Linked DNA regions of Rattus norvegicus: region 2 is linked to region 1. The links are chromatin contacts, called in public Hi-C maps. All regions are on one chromosome and are shown on one strand. Each heading gives the region's core, a stretch centred on a gene start, on an enhancer-like site or on the middle of the called end of the contact. The rest is flanking DNA. Distances are from core to core; before and after follow the strand shown. Region 1 holds the start of Tmem184b (transmembrane protein 184B). Region 2 has its middle 15 kb from the start of Csnk1e.

What was found. Hi-C and Micro-C count contacts between places; a contact is called where the count stands out from the background.
Region 2: a Hi-C map of liver shows a contact between it and region 1, with 2.1 times the contacts expected there. The contact joins the enhancer-like site here to the promoter of Tmem184b in region 1. A contact is called at or near these places in 4 of 12 Hi-C or Micro-C datasets (the Rat2 cell line, hepatocytes, liver and 1 more).

The regions. Positions count from the first base shown.
Region 1 is chr7:112,843,863-112,850,016 of GRCr8, reverse strand. Tmem184b (transmembrane protein 184B) reads left to right here and starts at 1,666. Exons shown (of 9, transcript NM_001173370.1): 1 at 1,666-1,777.
Region 2 is chr7:112,898,848-112,905,047 of GRCr8, reverse strand. No RefSeq gene overlaps it. Among named protein-coding and RNA genes, the nearest start is that of Csnk1e, 15 kb to the right of the region's middle. Within about 2 kb of position 2,942, at least 12 of the 93 cell types and tissues checked have an H3K27ac peak or open chromatin away from gene starts, as enhancers often do. A contact at or near this core is called in liver, where this site is marked.

The sequences.
Region 1 (6,154 bases), core at 417-2,916:
CAGCTTCATGGGAATGGCTCCCCCTTCTATAATTTTCTACCTCCCAAGAACTCTAATTCCCAAAGGCCATTCAACTGCGGGTTGGGGAGAGTTACACATCACAGCTGCCAGTAATCCCTCCCCCATTTTGCCATAGAAAGCCCCCAAAACTCACAGATTCATGGAGGGAGAGTTGAGTAGAATCTTTGATCTGTTTGGGTGCCTTCCTACTTGGGGTATATATCTCCCCAGACAAAGTTAATGCAACAGTCTTTCTGGAACTCGGGTTCTCCTGGAAGATGAATGAGAAGATAGGAAAATGATCGACGCATGTTAGAAATTCAATTTTATTGGGAGGACAGGGCACAGTGAGCTATTGAATATGGACTGCATGTGAGGGGCTCAGCAGTCTTACTCTGGTAGGAGATATTTGTCTCAGAACAGTCCTGCCTCTTCAGCTTCCCTAGAAAAACCAGCAGAGCAAACCTTTGAAGACACCTTCAAAGGTGCCTGAAAAACTGTAACCACGGCAGAGGGGACATCAGGTGCAAAGGCATGGAAGCTGAATGCCTACACCTGGCTATAGAGAAAGCAAGAGGCCAGTGTCCAGGAAAAGGGGGAGACGGGCTGAGGCATGCCTGCCGAGGGAGATGCTGATCAAGGCTGTGCAGAGATCTGCAGTCGTTGGCTCCACTTCATGACATGGGGAACTAGTTGCAGTTTTGAGCGAAGTGCTATATTTTGGATGGGTTTCTTTATTCTGGTGCAAAGAATCAAAAGAAGGGTCTGGTGAATGCTTAGTAAGCATTCCTCCACTGACCTAGATTTTTAAGGAATCCCTGATTCTCACATCGACACAAACACCTGCAGAGGACAAGGTTGGAAAATTGGTGCTGTCTTAGTGGATGTCCAAAGCACCTGGGCAGAGCCTGGACCACATGGCAGCAGTATGGTAGGGTGGAGGTTAGAGTCTAGGGATGCAGGATGTCCTGTCCACGCTGATGGGACGAGGGGGAGCACTCAAGGATGATTCCAGACCTTCTGACTTGGAGACTGGAAGCAGGATTGGGGAATGCTGTGAAGAAACGTGTGTGGAAGGGGAAGCAGCTGAGCCCGCTAAGAAGCGTCGGCAGACAGTTGGAGCTGGAGATAAAAATAAACTTGGTTGCATATTACGCATTTCAGTCATCTGGGTAAGACGTGGGGACCTCACAAATCAAAATGGGATAGGGGCTGGAATGACACCTCCAGAATCGGTTAGTTAGGCAGCCAGGAACGAGGCGGGGCAGCTCCACCGGATCAGATTCATTTTGTACAACTACACAAAACGCTCCGTGGAAGTCCGTTCCATAGCCTCACACTCACCCTCCCTATCTCAAAGGACAACTGGATCTCGTTTCACCTTCAGAGTTGACGCACACAAGGCTTTCAGAGAATCGAAACTCTAGCTAGCCCGCGAATGTCTGGGACAGTTTGTCTGCATCCCAGGACTGTAGTGGATGGGACTCGGGAATCTGGGCCTTGGGTCTCTCACGGTGCCTTTGCGAGTTGCGAGAGGACAGCACCATCCTCCTGGCTGGAGATTTGAGCGTGGTGCTTCTTAGTGCGCGGTCCCTTTAAGGCTCAGCGAGTGACCTCAGCTGCGCGCTCCGGCCCCGCCCCCGCCAGCGGCGTTCCGAGTGCGCAGGCGCGTCGCGGCGGTACTCGGCGGGGCTCGGGACGCGCCAGCGGCGGCTGAGAAACCGGGCTGCGGCGCCGCCTGCTCCGCCTGCAGACTCCAGCGCCATGGGCTCCTGAGGTACCCGGGCGGAGGGATGCGCGGGGCCGGGCGGGGATTGCACTTTGGGGAGAACCCCAGCTGGGGACTTCCCGCAGGGAGGAAGGGACTTAGAGGCCCCCCGAGCAGCCCGTGGGTGTGCCCGCTTCGCCAGCGTGGCGGGGCCCTGAGTGTAACCCGACCTGCTCGTGGGGGAGCCGGGGTGGGCGGCGCGGGGCCCAGCCTCTTACCGATGGGACTGTGCGCGTCGCGGTGGATGTGCTGCATCCTGGCAGGACTGAACGGAGCGGAGAGGCGTCGGTCCCCAGTGCAGTGGCTTTGACCTGGCCGGGTGGTCGGCCCTTGAGGCGGTACATGCGTAAATGGGGGGTGTGCGCGCGTTTTGCACACAAGTCAGTAGATTTGGAGGGGGACAGATTGGAATCCGGGGCCCCCAGGATGTTGGATGCTCAAAGGAACCCTAGAGATTGTTTGGGTGTGTTGTGCCTGTTTTCCGGGGCACGCCCTTGGACACCTTGCTTGACTAGGACTTCAGGGCTAGGGAGCTCCAGGCAGTGGCAAAGCAAAGGAGTCTGGGGAATGGGCTCGGAGTTTTAGTTTGTATCCTTTCTGGAGGACTGTATGAGGCAAGACATCGCATCCATCCTTCCCTTGGAGGTCTTGGTGGGGCAAAGCAGGTGTCGTCCTGCCTGATACCTGTGTGTGAGGTGAAGGTCCATGTATTATTCATCCGGATGCCAGGTGCTTTGTGTAAGGAGAGAAGTAGCAATCTGTGCCCTGGAGGCTAGTGCTTCAGACCCAGCCAACACACACACACACACACACACACACACACACACACACACACACACACACACACACACGGTGCAGGTCTCAGAGGTCTGGCTTTCTTGACGGGCTGTTTGCAGCATCCCTCCGTGTCAACAAGTTTGGTGGGCCCTTGGGCTCTGTACAGCTGAATATCTTGAGAGTTCTGTTCTGTGCCTAAGTTGGAACCCTAGGGTGGGGGAGCCCCAGAAGCCAGGCTGGTGCCCCCACATGCACATAGATGTGAGGATCTAGGCATCCAGGAGCCCTCAGGGGCTTGGGCAGAATCAGAATTGGAAATAAGTACAGGGATTCCAGAAACACAAGACAAAGGCAGAGGCGTACAGAGGTGGATTCAGTGCTGGGGAGATGGGAGGGGGGAACAGGCCAGGAAAAAAAACAAAACAAAACAAGACTTCAGTACAGAGGGATAGTTGAGCCAAAGTTTGGCGACTGACATTCCTCATAGGCTTTTTGCTATCCATGTTATCCCAGTTTGTTCTCACAGCAGTTGTATGACTAAATTATCATGCATGGTTACGGGAGAGGAAACTGAGGCAGCAGGTCAAGGTGGGTGGGGTGGGATGGAGATTAGTGACTCACTTGTCGGTGTGGTACTAGTAGGCTCTAGTAGAGTCCTTCATCCCTACGTATGCCAAATTGCCTTGTAACGTACTGAGAATCTACTGTGTGCTCAGGGCTGCCTCCAGTCCCTGCTGGCCCATTTCTCTCCCTGATGTTCCTGATGTAGAACACGGAGGAACAGGATCTAGTACCTGCTTCTATAGGCTCCCAGTCTGCCGGGGAGGTGAATATAGATTGTGACCCCATTGGCCAGTGTCGGTGGTGAGGCTCTAAATACTCCCCTAAGATCCTTATGTGACCTGGGCGTCCTTGTGCAGTCCTGGGGGATGACTGGTAAGTTGCTCCCAGGGTGATGGGGTTGTACTAAGAAGGAGAGAAGAGCTTCTGTGTGGGAGGGCGTCAGTGACCAGCTTGTCCTAGTTCTGTGGCCCTGGCCTCCTGTCTGCAGTCTGCTTTCTCCCATTCTTTCCTCTGTTTTGGTCGTGTGCACTTGGTCAGGACCTGAGGCACTCAGGAGGCACTGTGCCACCGAGCCATGTCCTCAGCCCTCTAGCACTCTCTGCCTTTGAGGTTTTGCTCCTGTTTGCCAGCTGGCCTGCCCAGGCCTCTCCCCAAGAGGGGCTCAGTGCTATTTCCAGTCCCCACTGTGGCATTTCTCTCAGCATGTTCCCTGGAGTAGAAACTGCTAGGCAAGGCAGGGCCCAGGCTTTTATTGTTTTGAAAGTGAGTAGCAGCGAATGAGACTGGGGATTTGGTGTGAGTGTTGGGAAGCCTGGAGCTAGGCTCAGAGTTTGGTGTGGGGTCTGCCCCAGGACCTTGGCTGAGGCTTTGGGGGGCAGCAGGTACTTCCTGAATATTTCCTGTGTGCCCTGAATTTGCTGGCCATCAGGTAAGAGAGGCCAGAGACCTGGGTTGTCCCCTGTCAAAGGCTGTGGTTGGCTGAGGTAGCCCAGTACATAACTAATACATTTGAGGCAGTGTTCTACTTGGGGTGGGGAGAGGGCTCTGAAGGGACCCAGAGGACAATAGGAACAGCAGCTCGTTTCTTGAACACTTACCGTGTGTAGGCACAGTTCAAAGTGCTTTCATGAGTCCCATTCCATCATCCTCCGTCCATGAGGTGGGGCTGCCAACCGGTCTCATCACAGGTCAGTTGGTCGGCTCTCCAAGCCTTGTTCTTCCCTTCTGACCTGAGGTGTGCTCAGTGCCTTCCTGGTCCTGAAGTTAGAGGTGCAGTAACGAGGAGGAGAGGAGGGTTCCACGTAACAGGAGCCCCAAGCAGACACAGAGTCCTGCAGTGTCTCCCTCTCAGAGGGTTTTGATTTGATCCCCATGTGGTCAACAAAAAAGCCTTTGAAAGTTTGAGAGGAAGTGGTGTTGTGCATCTTCACCCTGCGTCTTGCTTCCTTCATTCTGGACCATAACTCCAAGATGACCTCCCTCCTTCCTGTTTGCTGCCCCTTTGGAGCCTGGCGTCTCTTTAGTCTCAGCTCTGTTTTTCCTTTGTTAACCTTCTGGGCTGAAGGTCACTGTGCTCTAGGCTCTGCTCTCCTGCTGGCCTCATCTTTGTCTTTCGGCTCCACTGAACTAAACCTGTTTTGTTTTGTTTTGTTTTGTTTTAAATTGGTGACAGGGTCTCCCGGTATTCTAGGCAGTACTTGAATGTACTATGTGGCTGAAGATGACCTTGAACTTCTGACCCTCCCTTTATCTCACAATGCCTAGGATTATAGGCATGTACTGCCTGCCCAGTTTATCAGGTGCCAGCCCTGAACTTGCTTTCTTAAGGATCAAACCTCTGATTTTCCCAGATCTCCTGGGTTCTTAGCTTCTCTTGTCACCTTGGGAGGGGCGGTCAGTCACCCACCGTTCATACATGGACCCCTCAGGTCTGTGAACACGGGCAGAAGGAGCAGGGGATGGAGTCAGTATTGGAGCCAGGCAAGCTGGGCATAACGGCTGTGTCTTCCTTTGAGCTCCATGAAGGCTTCTTGCTCTACTTTGCCAGGTGCCGGGGTGGCTGCATTTGATGCAGTGCTGGTCCTTCCTGTATGAGGAATTGCAGTCATCCCGTCTCTGGACAGAGGCTGTGAGATTTCGTGTCTCTAGAGGGGATCTTGCAGAATCCTGCAGAACACAGCTATTCCAGGAGGTGGGGGCTGATGGGCTGTAGGCAGTGAACATGAGAGTTGAGGGAGGAAGCCCAGTGGGTGCCTGAGTGTAGGCAGTTGAGGGTTCAGGAATCTGGGCCAGGGAGATGGCTCAGTGAGTAAAGCGCTTTCTGTACAAGGCTGATGACCCAGCTTTGATCCCCAGAGCCTGTGGTGGAAGGAGAGAACCAGCTCCTGAAAGTTGTCCTCTGACATCCACATGTGCGCTGTAGCATACGTGTGTGTGTGTGTGTGTGTGTGTGTGTGTGTGTGTGTGTGTGCGCGTGTGTGTGTGTGCGTGTGTGTGTGTATGTATGTACACACGCACAGACTAATAATAGTAATAATAACTAAAGTTTAAAGTTAGAGGCTTTGCAGACACATTGAATTGTGGGAGGGAGCAGGAGAGAGGAGGTTAATGAGCTAAGCAGTTCCCGTGACCTGGAAAGAGAATTAGGAATTGTGGGTCAAATCCTTGCTTTATTAGCACCGTGTCCTTGGACGGGTTGCTTAACAGGTATAATTCATGGTTCTTAAAATTAAGGTAGCCAGGCATGGTGGCTCGTGCCTTTAATCCCAGTACTCTGGAGACAGAAGCAGATGGATCTTTGTGAGTTCTAGGCTAGCCTGGTCTACATAGTGAGTTCCAGGACAGCCAGGCTGCATTGTGAGGCTTTTGTCTCAAACAATAAAGTAATAAATGAATAGATAAAATCAAGGTGGTGGTATTGTTGCACATTAGGTAATCCTTTTACTTTGGAGGTTGAGGCAGGAGGATGGGTTTGAGGCCAGCCTGGGGAAGGACAGAAGCTGCAGTTTGCCTCATCTGTAGAATGCAAGTACCAGCCGCATAGAC
Region 2 (6,200 bases), core at 1,693-4,192, 54 kb before region 1:
TGTGAGGGGTGGGTAGGGTGAGGGAGGAGGGAGAAGATGGAGGCTGAACCTGGGGACCATACCCAACTCTCCTGTACGTGTCACTAAATCATCTTCGGCAAAACGTGGTGGCTTCCTACAGGAGAGTAGAGAGTGGGGATCAGGGAGGGGGTCTTATGTATTCTTTCTTTCTTTTTTTTTTCTTTTTTTTCGGAGCTGGGGACCGAACCCAGGGCCTTGCGCTTGCTAGGCAAGCGCTCTACCACCGAGCTAAATCCCCAACCCCATGTATTTATTTCTAATGTAAAAATTATTAAAATTATTAAAATTATCTTGTTGAAGTTGTTTGGGTTCTCTGCCTGGAGTTGCACATGTATGCAGTGTTCATGGACGTCAGCAAAGGGTGGCAGATGCCCTGGGTCTGGAGTTCTAGATGGTTGTGAGCTGTGTGGGTGCTAGGAATTGAACCTGAGGCTCTGCACGGGCAGCTAGTGCTATTAACTGCTAAGCTACCTCTCCTGTCCCTAAGGGGCACTTGGTGGTGGTCATGACGCTGATGACGGTGGTGGTGGTGATGGTGGTGGTGATGGTGGTGGTGATGGTGGTGGTGATGGTGGTGGTGATGGTGGTGGTGGTGGTGATGGTGGTGGTGGTGGTGATGGTGGTGGTGGTGGTGATGGTGGTGGTGATGGTGGTGGTGGTGGTGATGGTGGTGGTGGTGGTGATGGTGGTGGTGGTGGTGATGGTGGTGGTGGTGGTGATGGTGGTGGTGATGGTGGTTGTGATGGTGGTGGTGATGGTGGTGGTGATGGTGATGGTGGTGATGGTGGTGGTGGTGGTGGTGATGGTGATGGTGGTGGTGGTGGTGATGGTGGTGGTGGTGGTGATGGTGGTGGTGATGGTGATGGTGGTGGTGATGGTGGTGGTGGTGGTGATGGTGGTGGTGATGGTGGTGGTGATGGTGGTGGTGGTGATGGTGGTGGTGATGGTGATGGTGGTGATGGTGGTGATGGTGGTGGTGGTGGTGGTGATGGTGGTGGTGGTGATGGTGGTGGTGATGGTGGTGGTGGTAGTGATGGTGGTGGTGGTGGTGATGGTGGTGGTGGTGGTGGTGGTGGTGATGGTGGTGGTGGTGGTGATGGTGGTGGTGATGGTGATGGTGGTGATGGTGGTGATGGTGGTGGTGGTGGTGGTGATGGTGGTGGTGGTGATGGTGGTGGTGATGGTGGTGGTGGTAGTGATGGTGGTGGTGGTGGTGATGGTGGTGGTGGTGGTGATGGTGGTGGTGATGGTGGTGGTGGTAGTGATGGTGGTGGTGGTGGTGATGGTGGTGGTGGTGGTGGTGATGGTGATGGTGTTGTTGCAGGGGTGTGCACATTGAAGCAACGGAACAGAGGTACGTGGTGTGGAGCATGGAGTGATGGGGTATTGTACTTGGTGTTGGAGTCTTAGGGAACCAGCTATTTATCAAAGATGTTCACTGAAGCATGTCTGAAATGTTCCCCTTTCCTTCCAGATGTCCCCGACTCAATTCTCCTGCCTCAGCCCCTCCAAGTACTGAACTTACTACCACACCAAGTCAGAAAGCTTATGAAAGCTATTAAAGATGGAGCAGAGTTCTCTAGCGACGTTTCAGCCCACACCTTCCCCTGGGAGCCTCTGTCCCATTGCTACAGTGGTCACCCCAGGGTCTCCTGGGTCCTGAGAGGCTCATTCGCTACAGGAGGGAAGCTGGGACTGTCCCCACACAAAGTGGCTCCCGGAATCATGGACTTCCTTTGAGGCTATCGTAGAGGATGACCACCTCCCAATTCCTTTAGCCCAACTGAAGCTGGTGGCACTTTTGGTCTGGGAACTTGCTAAAAGTCAGTTTAAGGGGTCTTGGGACAGAGTAGCCCTTCTCTGACCCTTCCTAGTCATGTGACTGAAGAAAGGGCCTCTCAGATCTTCATTTCCTTCTAACTCAGGGAAGTGTAGCTCTTCCTCCCCCTGGCCTATGGGAGGGCATCGAGGGGCTGTGCTAATGGGGACTTTTCAGGAAGTGAAGCCTTGGTGGAAGGGTGCTTGCCTCACGTTCACAAAGCCCTCCGCACAAGAGCAAAGTAAAAGAATTCCGTGCAGTGAAATAAGCCCATTAAAGGTTGAAAAGAAAGATCCAAACAAGCCTCGCCATGCCTCCACCCACCAAGGGCACAGCGAGCATTTTCTTCCCCATGCACAAATTGTGCTTTGTTTTCAACTGTGACTGTGTCTACATCCTGCTTTTAATTCCCTTAATATTATAATATTTCCTCATATTATCATAAGCTGTTTGTAAACATAGCCTTTGATGCTTGCATAACCTTCTATTGTGTAGTTGGCTACTCATCAATTCCCCACTTTGTTGGACTTTTAGACTCACCCCAGTTTTTACCATTATACAAAACAAAACAAACAAAACCCACAATTATATGTATCGCAGATGTCTTTCTTAGGACAGAATTCGGAAAACTGGCTGGTCCAAAGCAAACCCGTCTTTTAAAGCTTTGGGGTAGCTAGCACCTTTCCAATGAGACCTCTTTTCCTGAGTCACCTGTGTGTAGCGATGTGACTGTAGGAGCATCTGAACCAGGCGACCTTTACCCAACCCACAGGGTTCCATAACCCCCTCTCCCGGAACCCTTAGCAGGGGGAGGCGGGATAGGGGAAAGTTGAGGGGTAGAGAACATCTATAAAAAGAAGAAAACACACTGGGCATCAGATCCCTGCTCCCGGTCCCAGATAGCTTCAACCTAGAGTCTGACGGCTCCACATTAACAGGAGTGGGTGGGAGGAGGAGGCAGGGCAGATGGCCAAGAGCCCAGGCACGCAGGGCGTGAGTGTGGACACCCAACAAGCATGAGAACCACGAACCCCCAGGGCTGGGAAGCCGGGGCGGGACAGGAGAGTCGGGGGCGGGGCTTGGTGACGTCACGCCCCGCCCCCTCCGACTCCCTCCTCCGGGGCTCCCGGCTGGCGAGCGAGTCCTCACCTAGAGTGACAGGTGTGCGCGTCTTAGAGCCGAGCTGCGGAGGCTGACCTCCCTGCATCAGGTAAGCCCCACAGGAGGAGCTCAGAGGCCAGGCTTGGCAAAGCATGGAAGGAGCTGGGTGCTGGTGGCTGGAGGAACTATGCTTCCAAACTCCTTTCTGGTCTCTCACTTACCTGAACTTGAAAACGTAGGCTTTGGAGGTATTCGAGGCTCGGGAAGTAAAGCCGGAAGGAGCTGGTCTGAAATGCTTAAACCACAAATACATTATTACTGTTTTATATGATGCTGTTCTTAGAAGTGTGCACTGAACGAGTAGTTGTTAAACTGAGAAAACTAAGGACGACGTTCTCAGCGTTCCTGAGACCCAAACGGAGCTGCCGTGGGATTTGGGTGTATGTCCTTGCAGTCTTTCTGTGCTCAGGGGATTTGGCCGTCGTTTTCTATACTGTATTTACAGTTTCTATGTCTTGCTTTTCTCTCAACATTGTATGAGCATCTTCTGCTGTTACTCATCCCGGTATGTGTGTGTAATCACTTATTAAGGGCTGGATAGTGTTACAAATGAGAAATGGCCAGTGATTGGGCAATGTTCTGAACCCCAGAGGAAGGAAGTGAGGGGAGATGAAGGTAATGTAGAAAGCCGCATTTGGAGAGGAGAGGTCAGGAGCCCTACCGCCGGACAGTGGGGAAAGACCACCTTGTTCTGAGGAGTGAGACAGAGAGCTTCCTTCCCAGATGTGTGGTCTGAGGCATAAAGGGCTAATGTGAGCAGAACGGCGCTGTGCATTCAGAGCCTTGGACCTAGAGAAGGTGCTGAGGAGGGAGGTCTCCCAGAGTGGAGTTCTCTGGTCTCGAACAGATGGACAGGCTCCAAAGGGGACAGTATAGGCCCACACTGTGGGGCAGACACAATGTTCCAGAGGCAGGGCCAGTGACCACCAGACATGTAGAGTCAGCCTCTTGGTGTGCGCCCAAGGAAGAGATTCAGACTGGAAGAAAAGAAAGGAGAAGGTGCAGGGGGGCTTTGAGCTCAATTCCAGGGCAGACATGGCATTAGAGAATAAGATTTGTTCAAGAGTCATGTGGGCAGGGTAGAACAGGTTTGTAATCCCAGCCCTGGGGAAGTAAAGGCTGGAGAGACAAGAGTTCGAGGTGAACTCTGCTACAGCATGGGTTGTATGAGTTCTTGTCTTATAAATATCAAAAAGCAGGGGTGAGGTGAGGTGGAGGGCTGGAGTGGATAAATTGGTAGAGTGCTAGCTTAACTTTTACAAAGTGTTGGGTCCCTCATACTACTCCAGCCTCTAGTGGTAGCTCAACCCTGTGATCCTAGCACTCCAGATGTGAATGCAGAACTGGATCAAAAGTTCAAGGTTAACTTCAGCTACCTTTTGAGTTTGAAGCCAGCCTAAGATACTTGAGACCTTGTCTTAAAAGCAGACCCCAGGGTTGGGGCTGGAGAGATGGCTCAGTGGTTAAGAGCATTGGCTGCGGGGCTGGGGATTTAGCTCAGTGGTAGAGCGCTTGCCTAGGAAGCACAAGGCCCTGGGTTCGGTCCCCAGCTCCGAAAAAAAGACCAAAAAAAAAAAAAAAAGAGCGTTGGCTGCTTTTCTACAGGACCCAGGTTCAATTTCCAGCACTCACATGGTAGCTTAGGACTGTCTGTAACTCAGTTCCAGGGGATCTGACGCCCTCCTACAGACACATGCAGGCCAAACACATAAGAATAACAAACATAAAATAAGAATAAAGAGAGGTTTGCCAGTGAGTTGACCCAGAAGGTAAATGGCTTATCAAGGCTGAAGATCCCAGAATCCACATGGTAGGAGGAGAAAGCTGACTCCTAAAGTTTGTCCTCTGGCCTCCACAGAGCCTGCTGTGTGCATGCACACAGGATCTCAGAGCCTGACTGGGATAAGAGAGTGTGGGTCAAGGGTGACTCAAACAGGAGTCTCTGTTGAGTCTCTACTTCCTCCTCTGTGAAATGGGTCTGACAGCTCCCAAATCCATTCACTACCTGTCAGTGCATAAGAAACCAGGCCTCCTTATAGCCAGTCTTTGTTACTGTGTGGGTTCTTCCTTTTCCCACCCTTTATGCCCCCCTCCACCCCCCCCCCCGTCACCCCCTATCACTAGATAGGAGAGAAGGAAGGATGGGGGGTGGTGGTGGAGAGAACTCTGAACCTAATTTCTTCTTGTTTCTTCTTTGAGCACGGCTGCTAACTAACTGCACACACACCCTGAAAATTTCCCAGAATTCCAAGTGTCGCAGTCGAAGAAACTGTCTGCAGCTGGCAAAACCATGCCCTAGAGCACAAGGCAAATCACAGTCAGTTGCTATAGACAGTCTGAAGCAGCCCGGTGTCCCACACCTGGGATTAAAACAGAAGCGCACCCCACCCCCCCACCCCCCCACCCCCCCCCAGCTGGGGACCGAACCTAGGGCTTTGCACTTGCTAGGCAAGCGCTCTACCACTGAGCTAAATCCCCAACCCCCAGAAGTGCATTCTTATACCAGTTCTCTGGTTTTAAAAGAAATCAAAACTCTGGAGTTCTCACTACACCTCCTACCTTGGGTCAACGGCTAGTCATGCACCCCACTCTGCCTCTCCCCTTCTGAGCTTCCTAACTGCCTTCAGATGTTAAGTGTTAGGACTAGGGGTGGGGCAGCTGTGGCTTCCTGTTAGGGTGGGCAGTTACATTCATCCCTCTCTTCCCCACCCCCTGCAGCTGCCCTCTGAGACTTGGAGCTTTCCTGGGATCTCCTCCACTGTGCTTCCACAGATGAGAAGCAGAGGCTGAGAGCCCTGGGGTAGCACCTAGGTGTCAGGGGCCTGCAGCTAGGACTCACCGTCCATCTGTGTCCCTGTCCACCTGGTCTGATGCCTCGGGGTGGTAGGTAACCAGGTGGTAGGTAACCAGGTCCCCTTATACCCGGAAATCGAAGAGGATTGTGTTCTGTTGTGAGAGTTAGGGCCGATGGCTCCCCCTCCACAGCCAATAGGTTTCATTTTTAAAAAAAAAAGTTTATTTATTTAATACATGTGAGTACACTGTAGCTGTCTTCAGACACACCAGAAGAGGGCATCGGATCTCATTACAGATGGTTGTGAGCCACCATGTGGTTGCTGGGAATTGAACTCAGGACCTCTGGAAGAGCAGTCAGTGCTCTTAACCACTGAGCCATCTCTCCAGCCCCAATAGGTTTCAT